Linked DNA regions of Zea mays: region 2 is linked to region 1. A link is a contact called in public Hi-C data. All regions are on one chromosome and are shown on one strand. The core of a region is the stretch at or near the end of the contact, and the rest is flanking DNA. Distances in the headings are between cores, read along the strand shown. Region 1 holds the start of LOC100192713 (Putative RING zinc finger domain superfamily protein). Region 2 has its middle 160 kb from the start of LOC103639995.

Evidence for each region. Hi-C and Micro-C count contacts between places; a contact is called where the count stands out from the background.
Region 2: a contact with region 1 is called in a Hi-C map of ear, with 2.9 times the contacts expected there. The contact joins the enhancer-like site here to the promoter of LOC100192713 in region 1. A contact is called at or near these places in 2 of 25 Hi-C or Micro-C datasets (ear and leaf).

The regions. Positions count from the first base shown.
Region 1 is chr9:69,228,067-69,230,866 of Zm-B73-REFERENCE-NAM-5.0, forward strand. It overlaps LOC100192713 (Putative RING zinc finger domain superfamily protein), which reads left to right and starts at 1,475. Exons shown (of 1, transcript NM_001137915.2): 1 at 1,475-2,543. The coding sequence starts at 1,596. The coding sequence ends at 2,342.
Region 2 is chr9:69,572,444-69,575,243 of Zm-B73-REFERENCE-NAM-5.0, forward strand. No RefSeq gene overlaps it. Among protein-coding and RNA genes, the nearest start is that of LOC103639995, 160 kb to the right of the region's middle. Within about 2 kb of position 1,333, at least 15 of the 20 cell types and tissues checked have an H3K27ac peak or open chromatin away from gene starts, as enhancers often do. A contact at or near this core is called in ear and leaf, where this site is marked.

The DNA of each region.
Region 1 (2,800 bases), core at 225-2,724:
GCCGCGTTGCTCGATGGGCCACAGTCCTGCTGACAGCGACGCCCAGAATCGTCTGCTAAACTGCTCCTTGTGGTTGTGGGTTACAACTGGTCCTTGTTACCTGGAACCGAGAAACAGGACCAAACCCAGCTAAGCCAAGACCAAAATAGAACTTAATTAGAAATTCAATCTCTAGTCCTAGATAACTGAATTTAGACCGGCCGTTCAGTCTTAGACCCTCGATAACTAATTAGCTTTATTTTACCCTGGACTGAGATACGAGAGAGCTCTTTTGAGACTTTCGTTAAGCTTTCTAGTAAAGCTAGGTAAGCAGTGACGGAGCTCCGTAAAATTAATGTCTCGGACTACTCTATAAATGTAATAATGTACTAATCCGTCTTTTCATTTTTCATAATTTAGTTAACAAAATGAACTAGCGGACGATAAATATTTTAAGAATGAGGTAGTCAAATTTAAAACAATCTAGTAGAACTATGATAGGCAGGGAAATGGGATCTGACATTCGGGAACAATTCCTTATAATAGGGGAGAATCACAGGCACATGGCAGCAGCCAGTCAGCACTCAGCACAAAGTGTTCGCTGCTCAGGTGGTCGCTGCCCATTAGCCAGGAAGGCGCTCCACCCTCGCCTATGAATAAGAAAAGAAAGAGAATCAGGTTGAGGAAGTTGTATAGCTTGGGAGAAGATGTAATGACAGGGTGAATTTGGGTAGAGGCGCTACACCTGGGCAAGGCACGCGCGCGACACTGCTACCGGGGTCGCAGGGAGGCTGGAGGCGGACTGGCGGAGGGGGACTGGCGGAGGCCGAACTGGCGGAGGCAGACGACACTGCTACAGGGTCCCGTGGAGAGCAATAGAAGACTGGAAAGAGGTGGCCGCGCCGTTGGTAACATAGAAAGCACAGCCACGCAGGTTTGCGAAATAATTGGAATAGCATGTGTTCTCGTTACTCGAGCGACTAATGGAGTCTGTCAGTACCAGGCTCAATCGCTGCAAGCAGAAGTTCTTTTGATCTATAATTTTGGGTTAGATTTTTTAGCTGAAGAAAAACATATATATAGAAGAAGACTTTAAAATTGAGTCCCAGGCCACGGTACAGGTGGTCCGCGGCCCAAATCGGCCCTGAAGGTATGTAAATATCTTTCGATTAAAAGAAAGAGAGCTCCCGACCATCCATGCAGTTTGCTTTAGATTAATGTTGGTTGTTTAGACTGCTGCATCTATAATTTATAAAAACAAATATACAATAAAAACAGTAAAATCTGGTACGGATGAAAGAAACACGAACTTTTCTTTTCGGACGTAGAGTTCGTGATCCGGTCTCATACGTGCGCCAGTCACTTTTGCTTATGTCGAAGCAAACCACTCAGCATTCACATCAGTATTAATCGTTTTCTTGAATCACTTATTAATTAACTTTCTTTGACCTGCCTGCCCGCAGAAAAAGGCGAGATTTTGGTGCGGTGATTAGACATTCCACGGAATCTCTCCCAGCTGTCCTGTTTTTCCTTCCATGGATCCCCCTCGCTAGCTGAGCCCGCTGGTGCTCGCGGTCGCGGGTGGTGAGCGCGGCCTCGCCGGCGGCGCAGCGGCGATGGACCTCCCGTGGCTGGATCTGCCCTTCACCTTCCTGACGCTGCTCCTTGCCACCCGCCTCGCCTACGACTACTATGGCGACGTCGCCGCCGCCTTCGCCGGCGGCTTCTCGATCCAGGTCTTCCTCTTCTACTGCTTCGCGCGCTGGTACCGCTACGCCATCGCCGGCCGCGCCGCCGCCGCCGCTGGGGCCCGCGACGACCCGTCGCCGTCGGCGCGGCCGCCGCCGCAGCAGGAGGAGGACGCGGACGCCCCGCCCGTCCTGACACCGCTGCTGGGGTCGCCGGACGGCGCGCGGCCGTCGACGCTGGCCAACCGTTGCTTCGCCGTCGTGTTCATGGTCTTCGTGCCGCTGGTCATCGTCGTCTTCGAGCGGAGCCAGGCCGACGTCGTGGCCTACGCGCTCTGCCTCGCCAACATCATCGTCATGGTCGTCTGGCTCTCGCCGGACACCGGGTCAACGGTCTCGGCCGCCAAGTCGCTCCTGCGTCTCAGCGACGACGAGGATGAAGGCAGCGGGGGCAGCTCCGGCGCAGAGGACAAGTGCTGCGTCTGCCTCGCCGGCATGCGGGAGGACCAGGCGCTTCGGGCGCTGCCGCGGTGCGGCCACAGCTTCCACGACAAGTGCATCGGCAAGTGGCTCAAGGCGCACCCAACGTGCCCTGTGTGCCGGGCCACCGCCGTGCCGCCGCCGCTCCACAGCGGGGGCGGCGATCCGCTAGATGACGATATTAGCCCCGTCTAGCTAGCTTCCCCTCAGTGATTCATCCATCTTATCTTATCTAACGAATTTGTGGACATTTGTTGGGAAATTTGGTGAAAACCTGTATAGTAATCCAAAACGTTGTCAAGCTCAATTCAACATGTCAGTAGTGATTTGTACATACGGTCCCGTTTGTGCACTCTGAGAAAAGCAAAGCCATGTCTCTCTTGCTTCATGACAATCATTGAACATTTTGTTCGAGAAGGGGAGGAAAACTGTATGGTTTTCTTGAGGAGTACAAGCCGTCGGTGGATCACAAAATGTTAACATGCCACTGCCAATTACTACACTCCACTTTGATGCCGGTTTGTGTAGCTAGGAACTACATAAAACATATAGAAATATCTCTATACTGATTCTCTAAAATAATATAGATTCTGAAAATAGACCAGTCCACAGCAGATTCTCCAAATCGTGTTTTTTATATTTATAAGTTACAA
Region 2 (2,800 bases), core at 83-2,582, 340 kb after region 1:
TGATGTTTGTCTTTGTGTTATGACTGATTTGCTTCTTTGTGATGAGTGTTGATGTGTTGTGGCCCTTGTTCCGCAATGACATCAATTTACTAGTTGATTGCCGTAAAGTAAGGTATCTGGGTGCTCTCCCTTTTCTCTCTTTAATCCATCTATGCTTACCTTTTCTATCTATACCCTTCCCTCTTGCACCTGTCCAGTTAGCATCCTACAACCTCTCTTAATCAGTCAAGATCAGAGTCGTCGGCATCTTCACCAAGTGCATAACAACGCTCTTGTTAAGGGGGTTAGCATCTAACCCCAATGAAGACAATGCAATCAACATCAACCAACAAGATCAGAGAGCGAAAGCGTGCGTGGGTCCTAACCCGCAGGTCCAAGAGATCCTCAAGAATTGCATCGATCGGTCTCAAGCATCTCAAGGTCAAATCCACTAATCCATAAGTTAGTCCAGGAGAGTCAATGTTGAATCGAAGAAGCTATAAAAAAACCAATGAACGAATCTCTTTTTCCTGCTAGCCTCTTCTTGAATCTCGAGGGCGAGATTCTGTTAAGGGGGTTAGATTTGTAACACCCTGAATTCGGGGGTATAAAATTTCTTTTCTAATATCCACCAAATTCAGGTGTTACCCTCTCTTTTCCTTACTTTTCTTTTCTTTTTTTTCTAAATAATGGATAGGTATTTTGCTATATATTGGCGTAAGCCTAGTGAAGTGAGCCCTAGAGGTGTTTTGTTTGTTGCATTCATACCGTCACAAAGTGTTTCTAAGTGCAAAAAGTGTTTGAAACGTGTTAATATACCATGTAGAAGCCCCAACAATTTTTTTATTGTTTCAGGGTTTTTTTTCCTTTTCCTGAAAAGCAAAATCTATTTATTTAAGACACCTAAAATAATTTACAAACTCTAAGTATTTTGATTTGAGTTCACGTAGTGCCAAAACATATCTACGGATTGTCCTAGAATTTTTGAGCCATTGGAACATTTTCAGGTACTAAATATAAATTTCAGATTTTTTTGGAAATTTATTGATTTGTAAAATCCAGATATTTATTCTAATCTGATTTACGAAGTTTGTTTAATTTATGTTCCAAAACTCCTTTTCCCTTCCTTAGACGATCCCCAGCCGTGAGCCAATTGCTGCACGTTTTGAAGAAAATGGCTGGGCCCCACGTGCATGCATTCTCCAATATCCTCGCACGCAGAACTGCTCGCTATCACGACGTCGTCACCAGCGTCCATGATGCCAAAAACTTCAGAACCACCCGATGCTCCTCTCCCTGCTCCAAACTCCCACGCGCAGGCCACCGCGGCCCGTGCCCCGCTCCTCGCCTGGCCGGCCCAATTCCTAGTGTGCGCGGCCCATCCCGTGTGCGCGCTCGCTCACGCCCCTGCACGGCCCAGCCTCAGCTCGCTCGCCTCGCTCGCACAGCGCGCGTGTGCGCTCTCTAGCCGCTGCTATTGCCATGTCTGTGGCCCCATATGTCAGGTCCATCCCCTCCCTCTAACCTCCCCCACGACGCACGTCCTAGCACCCAACGATGCAATACTAACGCAAAATGCCGCTCAAACCAACTCCGTGCAGCCCCCTCTCCGCACTCGCCTCATCCCCCAGCCCCCGCTCCCTCCACGGCGAACGCCGTCCTGCAGCCTCGGAAGCAGCGCGGGTGCAAGCGAGCTCGACGCGGCCGGTCCCCGGCTAGCCCAGCTCGACGCGGCCGACCCCAGCATCCCAGGGCGCGACAGCACCTCCAGGCGAATGCCCAAGTCACGGCAAGGCAGGGCGATGCCCCTGTGCGCGCGAGCCCTATAGCTTGGCTGACCGGGGCCCCCTTGCTGCGCGCGCGCTCTACCGAGCTGTGGCCATGGCGTCCAGCCAGGAACCGCCCCTGCCCATGCGTTCCTCCGGTGAAGTGCCCCCTTGCCGACGGCCATGCCTCTCCCCCACTCGCCATGGCCACCTGCTACTCTGTGTCCTACCGTTCTGTGCAGCAGGGCAGCAGGAGAGCAGACCCTCCCCCTGCAGCTGTTGGCCGTGCCCTCTCCGTGTAATCAAATCAACCATGGATGACCCCTTTCTCCTGGTCGTGCTTTTGGCTGAAGGAAGAAGAGAAATGCCCATAGCCACACTTGATCCCATCCTTCCGGGATCTGTTGTGGTCTTGCTTCTTGTGACCCTTTGTGCGGCCACTTCGTCACCAGTGAGATGCACTACATCATCGGTAATCTGCGATTAAGTAATTATTCCATGCCTTTTGCTTTAATTACTCATTTCAATCTGTTTTAAGTGCATTGGATTTGCAATGACGTTGTCCTCGTGTTACTAATACTATTTCATCATTTCACATGTTTTAGATATTTTATTAAATATTTATTTAACTAAGGTTTTAATATTGTTTTTCCCCATTGAAGCTGATTTACCGTTTTTAACCCGCGCACGACTCGCCTAGGCTGTTCTCGCCTCGCCGTTCGAGCGAGACGCGATTCGCGCGCTTTAATAAAATTGGCTCACCACTCACGTAGAAAAAAGTGTTGTGCAGGATTGGTTGCAGCCACGATTTTGTGGTACTCCTTGTGGTTTCGGCTCAGCCAACTAAAATACGCTACCTCATCTTAAATACGTGAACTAGTAAATATTGAATATATTTTACGTCGTAGATCCATTTTGTCTCGTTCCAGTTGTTTTAGATTTGTAACGACGTGTTAATAATATTGTTCCATTGTTTCACATATTTTAGCTAATTTATTTTTAATATAAAAACAACATTTAGTTAGTGATTCTCGCATGTTCGCATTCTGCTTCGC